2 separate regions of the Sus scrofa genome follow, and region 1 is linked to region 2. Evidence: chromatin contacts called from public HiChIP or PLAC-seq data. All regions are on one chromosome and are shown on one strand. Each heading gives the region's core, a stretch centred on a gene start, on an enhancer-like site or on the middle of the called end of the contact. The rest is flanking DNA. Distances are from core to core; before and after follow the strand shown.

Region 1 (3,452 bases), core at 430-2,929, 270 kb before region 2:
TTTTTTTTTTTTGGTCTTTTTAGGGCCACATCCGCAGCATATGGAAGTTCCTAGGTCGAATAGGAGCTGTAGCCACTAGCCTATGCCACAGCCACAGCCACACCAGATCCTTAATCCACTGAGCAAAGCCAGATATCAAACCTGAGTCCTCATGGATACTAGTTGGGTTCGTTACTGCTGAACCACAGTGGAATTCCAGATGCAAACTATTACATTTAGAATGGATAAGCAATGAGGTCCTGCTGTATAGCACAGGGAACTTATAGCTAATCACTTGTGATAGACCATGTTGGAAGATAACATAAGAAAGGGAATGTATGTATAATATGATCAGGTCATTCTGTTGTACAGCACACATTGGCACAACATTGTAAATCAACTATACTTTTTAAAAAATCCATTACAAATGCTAGAAATACCTGAGTGAATGTAACCAACAAATAAAACAGGAGTTCCTGTCGTGGCGCAGTGGTGAACGAATCCGACTAGGAACCATGAGGTTGTGGGTTCGATCCCTGCCCTTGCTCAGTGGGTTAAGGATCCGGCGTTGCCGTGAGCTGCAGTGTAGGTTGCAGATGCGGCTCGGATCCTGCGTTGCTGTGGCTCTGGCGTAGGCCGGTGGCTACAGCTCCGATTAGACCCCTAGCCTGGGAGCCTCCATATGCTGAGGGAGCGGCCCAAGAAATAGCAAAAAGACAAAAAAAAAAACAAAAAAAAAACAACAAAAAAAACAAATAAAAACTAAAATGATGGAGTGCAGAAGAAGGAGGGGGCAACTCCCCAAGCTGGACCAAAGAGGAAACTGAAAACCAGGGTCAGGATGGCAGGAGCAGCTGGGAGGGAGCCAGGATGCCGGCGGTAACAGGGCCAGACCCAGAGACAGGCGCTCGCACAACTGCTGCTCAGGGGTCCATATCCAGTGAGGCCCTGGGACCCCATGAGACACACTATGTCTGAGTCCTCAACAGTTCATGGTTAGTGAAGAAAATAAAAAACCAACAACAAAAAGAAAAAAAGAAAAAGAAAAAAAGAAAAAGAAAAACTCTGCCCACCAGATCTAGGACTATGGCAAGGAAGCCCAGGAAAGGAAAAAAGAAACCACAGAAAATAAAATAAAATAATAAAATAAAACTGGATAATAAATGAATGTAAAATCTTCAACAACAACAAAACCAGTTCAAATTGGCAGCATCCTTTTGTTTTGTTTGGCTGCACCCACAGCATGTGGAAGTTCCCAGGCCAGGGACCGAACACGCATGACAGCAGTGACAATAAAGGACCCAGGGAACTCCTCCTGCACCATCCTTTTTTTCGGTCTTTTCTTTCTTCTTTTTGGCCATACCCATGGCAAAAGTTTCTGGGTCAAGGATCGAAACCAAGCCGCAGTTGCAGCAATGCTGGATCCTTAAACAGCTGCTCCACCAGGGAACTCCTGCACCGTCCTTTTGAAGTAGGAATGCCTAGGCTGAGAAACCGACACAGCAGTGGGACCCTGGGCCGTGACATCCCTGGGCACCTGGCAGAGACAAATGCACATCTACTTTAGAGCAAGACGTTCACAACCCAGGCTGGAAAAACACTTCCCACCGAGGACATGCTTACCCAAAAGAGCCTGCCAGGAGGAAGCGGCCCAAAGAAACACGCAGCAGCAGAGCTGAGGGAACAGAAAGGAGGAAGAGACCCAAACAGGCCTGACCACGCAAACAGAAGGCAGGAATGGAGGAGGGGAAGAACACGGACATGCTTCCAACCAGAGAGCACGAAATCGTGTGGCCGAGATAAACCCCAACAAGTGCAAATAAATAAATTCATTCTGAGACAGAGTCGCAAACCTTTTAAATCTATTTTTTTTTTTTTTTTTTGCTTTTTTGCTTTTTAGGACCACACCCCAAAAGGGAAGTTCCCAGGCTAGGGGTCAAATCAGAGCTGCAGCTGCCGGCCTACACCACAGCCACAGCCACTTGGGATTCGAGCCGTGTCTGTGACCTGCACCACAGCTCACGGCAGCGCTGGATCCTTAACCCACTGAGCAAGGCCAGGGATCGAACCCTCGTCCTCATGGATAGTAGTTAGGTTCGTAACCCACTGAGCCACAACAGGAGCTCCCTCGAATGAGATCTTTTAAAAAAATTCAAGAAGGTTCCCTCGAAAAGGAAAAAGTGGGAAGGTTGAACCTGAAGACAGAGATCTCTTCATTTGCAGTTAGAGAATATGCAGTCTTTTCAAGTCGATGTGAACAGCCTCCAAAACTGCAACAAATTTTCATTTGTTTGTTTGTCTTTTTTGTCTATTTAGGGCCAAACCCTTGGCATATGGAGGGTCCCAGGCTAGGGGTCAAGTCAGAGCTGTAGCCACTGGACGACACCACAGCCACAGCCATGCTGGATCAGAGCTACGTCTGCAACCTACACCACAGCTCAAGGCAACACCGTATCCTTAATCCACTGGATCGAGGCCAGGGATCGAACCGGCAACCTCGTGGTTCCTAGTCAGATTTGTGGACCGCTGAGCCTCAACAGGAACTCCAAAACTGCCACATGTTAACCCACCCTACAAGTCAACACAAAGATTTTATATAAAATGTGTTATATTCGTACAACAAAGAAATGATAAAAATTCAAAAGGTTGGTGGTTGTTTTTTTTTCCTTTGGCTGCACCCTCGGCACGTGGAAGGTCCTAAGCCAGGGATCGAACCCACACCACAGCAGGGACAACACTAGATCCTGAACCCACTAGGCCACCAGGCAACTCCAAATTCAAAAGGTTTAGAACTGAATTACAATGAAAACACTGTGGAGCCAAAGTTGAAATGCACTGGTGCTGAGAGAAATACCGGTATCCTGGACTGTCTTCCTACCCTCTTAGGTGCAGCACCTGCGGGCCTGTGAAAGTAACTAACAAAAGTCAAATTAACAGGAGAAAACACTTACACAGGTAATTCATATTCTCAACTTTAAGTACACAAGGACTTTGTAGAAAAGAAGTGAAAAGCCAGGAAGCAGCTGGGGAGTTCCCGTCGTGGCTCAGTGGTTCACAGATTCGACCAGAAACCATGAGGTTGTGGATTCGATCCCTGGTCTCGATCCAGTGGATTAAGGAGACTGATGCCCTAATTTTAGGCAGAAAGGGGGAGGGAAAAAAAAAAACTCTGCACCTGCTATTTCTCAATTGCCTTCAGCTCAAAATAATCAATACGCCAAAATGCCATATTTTGGGTGACATTTTCTGGTCCTCTTTAATGACATGTATTAGATAAGAACAAAGATTGGAAATAAGTAAGAATCCAATTTAAGAAGTGAGGGGGGACAAATAGAATAAACTCAAAAGGAGAAAACAATGAGATGAAAATTAACTGGAAAAAATAGAAAAAGATTGAAATCTGATTTTTTAAAGTTATAAAATAGACATAGCTCTAGCAAACCCAATTGTAACAAAGGAAAGAATGATACAGA
Region 2 (3,378 bases), core at 711-3,210:
CGGAGGGCTCCCTGCACACTCAGAGCATCGTCACCGTCCTGGTCTCCTGCTGGGAGACAGCAGTGGTCTGGGCTTCTGCTTTCTCTTTCCTTTTCCTTTTAATTTCGTCCCAACCACTTCTTCTCTGTTGAACTTCGGCCACAGAAACCATCTCCAGAGTTGTTCACCAGGAGGTTTCTGGAGAGAGCTGGGCAGGAGGGACATACCCAGGGGAGCGCTTAAGGTTTAGGACCACGACCGGCTGTTGAGATCTTTAGCATCCCACTCGGCCTGGCACAGAGGAGGCATTCCGTGCCTAAGCTGCATGAGAGGGAAGGGTGGAGGGATGGATGAATGAGGTACCTTAGTGGCTACTCCCTCCTCTGCCTCAGCTCCTAGAAGAGAACGTGGTTTGCTCTGCAGGCACCTGGGACGTAACCAGGATTGTTGTAATAGCCTCCCAAGGGGCCGCCCTTCCTTCCCAGGCTCTCCTTAAATGCAGTTTGCTGCTTGCCTTCCCCACCCAAGAACCTCCAAAGGCGCCCCCGGGTCATACGATAAACTCTTAGATGTACAGGGTCCTCTCTCATTGGATGCAAACTCCCATTTCCAATCTCCTCCTGACCAATTCCAGATCGTAACACACCTTGACTGAAATGTAAGTGAAAACTACACGCTGAGGGATTAGCAGGGTGTCTGGTACAGGGTGAGCGCCCCCTGTGCTAGAAGATACATGGAGCTAGCCTCCTTTCTGTTTCCAGGAATTCTAGAAATTCCTGGTTTTCTCCACATGTGAATTCCCCTTGGCTTCATGGGTCCATCCCATAGTATCCCCCAGATTCCATTGCTCTTTCCTTTCCACCTCTGAGCATTTTCTCCCCCTTAGTGTATTTTTTTTTTTTTGGTCTTTTTAGGGCTGCCCCCGCGGCATATGGAGGTTCCCAGGCCAGGGGTTCAATCGGAGCTGTAGCTGCTGGTCTACACCACAGCCATAACAATGCAGGATCCAAGCTGTGTCTGCAACCTACACCACAGCCCACAGCAACGTCAGATCATTAACCCACTGAGCGAGGCCAGAGATCAAACCTGAGTTCTCATGGATGCTAGTTCGTTAACCGCTGAGCCGTGATGGGAACTCCCTGCTTAGTGCATGTTTTTAAAGGCACTTTCATATTTGTCTTTGGATGCCTCTGTGATCCGTGGCTAAGGACGTCTTGAAAACAAAGCTCAAGAAAATATCTTAGGAGCTACCTCCCCACTCCTACAACGGGGCCTGGCTCAGGGCAGGTGGTGCCGACAGCTGCTTCAGAGCTGAGCAGGTGCCTGCCTGGCACTTCCCTGAATCATCTCATTGACTGCAGAGGCTGTGCCACAGGGGAACAGGACCCTGGCTGACCCGGGAGCTCAGGGAGGGCATGCTCACGGGCAGTTAGCAGCAAAGGTCTGCCCCCAGGCTCTGAAGCATTATTAGTTTCTCTTTGGTAACAGTTAAATTAAGTTGGGCAAGACTCAAACAAGCTGTCAGCTGACCTTCACGGGGTCTGGGCTCAGCCTGCTGGAGGGAAGGAAGTGGGGAAGGCTCAAGGTAACTGTCTTACTTGCGGATTCATTACACCAGGGATGAAGACAGGGTTTTTTCAAACAGCGAGGTCCAACCTGGCCGGGGCAGATCACACCAGAACGGACCCAGCCCCGTTCCCAGCCCAGCAGTTACACTAAGCATGCTGAACGACTGGAAAGGACAGGCCAGCCGGGACAGGGAGCAAAGCCCTCCAGCCAGCACGCTCTGGTGGCTGCCTAACTTGAGATCTCCAAGCAGGAGCAGAGCTTGGGGTGAGGGAGACACACAAGCTGCAGCTGACCTGCTGCTAATCACTGATCATCACAAAGTGGAGATTCTCCACGGGCTTCCCCAGATCACGACTGAATCCGGGGCCCCTGAAGAGTTCAAGAGGAAGTCTGGGCTCGGCTGAAATGAATGAAGAGTGCACAGAGAAACGTCTACGCAGCAGGGGGCGGAGAGGGGACCTGAGACCCAGGCTGGACCCAAGCTCAGACCCTTCTGCAGGATTCCCAGGGGAATTCACTCCTGGGCAGGTTAACACCTCGGCTCTACTGAGGACAATCCAGGCTGCAGGTTCTCGGTCAAAACCACAGATCCGTCCTGGAAATGTGTTCATGGGTCTGGATGTCTCTCACTATTTAAAGAGAGAAGTGCATGGAGTTCCCATCGTGGCTCAGGGGAAACGAATCTGACTAATACCCATGAGGACATAGGTTTGATCCCCGGCCTCGCTCAGTGGGTTAAGAATCTTAAGAATCGGGCGTTGCTGTGAGCTGTGGTGTAGGTTGCAGACGTAGCTTGGATCTGGCATTGTTGTGGCTGCGGCGCAGGCCAGCGGGTATAGCTCCGATTCGACCCCTGGCCTGGGAACCTCCATATGCTGCAGGTGCGGCCCTAAAAAAAACCCCGAGTAAATAAATAATGAAAAAAATAAAGAGAGAAGTGGAAAGGGAGTGATTTGGAGGCACATCCTAGAATGTCACTGTTAGAGGAAAAGGCAGGGTCTTTTCATTGCGCTCTCTCGTTTTGTGGAGAAGAAAATAGAGACGCAGGGAAGGAAAGAGATTGGCCTGGAGTCACAAAGAAAACACGTGGCAGATGCAAATGTGAACCCAGGTATTGGGACTCCTGGTTCAGAGCTCTAATCAGCGGTGGTGGTGGGGGGGTGACATGGTGGGGGGACTGTCATTTGGCTGGAAGCCAATTCTCCTCCTTCCCTCCCTCCCCCAGAACCGCACCTGCCACCCCACCTCACCAGGCAAAGCACACGCGTCACTCACTTCACAGACAGAGGCTCAGTATGTTTTTGGTTTTGACAAAGCCCAAACCAGGGCAGAGGCTGTGACAAGGGGCAGAAGCTGGGAAGGCGTGAGGGGGGCAGATGGGAGGGGACAGGATCAATGGCTATGGTTCTTTCGTCGCTCAGACTGAGCAGGAGTGACCATGCCGGGCCCTCTGGGGATCGTGGGAGTGGGAGCCTTTCCTGAACCCCAGCCGAAGATAAGAGCCCACCCTGACCCCTCCCCCACCCTTAGTCTCTGGAGCTGGAGCATCAGGCTGGGTCATCAGGCGAGTGTGTGGCTGACCCCTTCTTGGCAGAGGTGCCCGCCAGCGCTGCTGGTCCTAGTCCTCACCTCCGCAGATGGCCAGTAAGGCCTTCAGGAAGTGCCCGGAGGTGTCGCCCTGGCAGGGACAGAGGGAGAAGAGCAGAGTGAGTGAAACGGCTCTGATGGCCTCAATGTCCCTGCCCCCAGCTGCGATGGCCTGGGAGTGTCCCTCCTGTGGGCCCACTCTCCTTGGGAAAACGTCTAAGCTCTCAGCCTGGCTTCAAGGCT

What was found. HiChIP or PLAC-seq counts read pairs in DNA pulled down with a chosen protein or histone mark.
Region 1: an H3K27ac HiChIP or PLAC-seq map of alveolar macrophages shows a contact between it and region 2. The contact joins two enhancer-like sites. A contact is called at or near these places in 2 of 47 Hi-C or Micro-C datasets (retroperitoneal adipose tissue and skeletal muscle) and 1 of 2 datasets of contacts at active chromatin or transcription factors (alveolar macrophages).

What each region holds. Positions count from the first base shown.
Region 1 is chr16:72,187,303-72,190,754 of Sscrofa11.1, reverse strand. The region is part of intron 1 of CMBL (carboxymethylenebutenolidase homolog); the gene reads right to left. Among named protein-coding and RNA genes, the nearest start is that of CMBL, 18 kb to the right of the region's middle. Within about 2 kb of position 1,679, at least 2 of the 83 cell types and tissues checked have an H3K27ac peak or open chromatin away from gene starts, as enhancers often do. A contact at or near this core is called in alveolar macrophages, where this site is marked.
Region 2 is chr16:71,913,168-71,916,545 of Sscrofa11.1, reverse strand. It overlaps ANXA6 (annexin A6), which reads right to left. Exons shown (of 27, transcript XM_005672613.3): 27 at 2,823-3,226. The coding sequence ends at 3,167. Among named protein-coding and RNA genes, the nearest start is that of TNIP1, 33 kb to the left of the region's middle. Within about 2 kb of position 1,960, at least 12 of the 83 cell types and tissues checked have an H3K27ac peak or open chromatin away from gene starts, as enhancers often do. A contact at or near this core is called in alveolar macrophages, where this site is marked.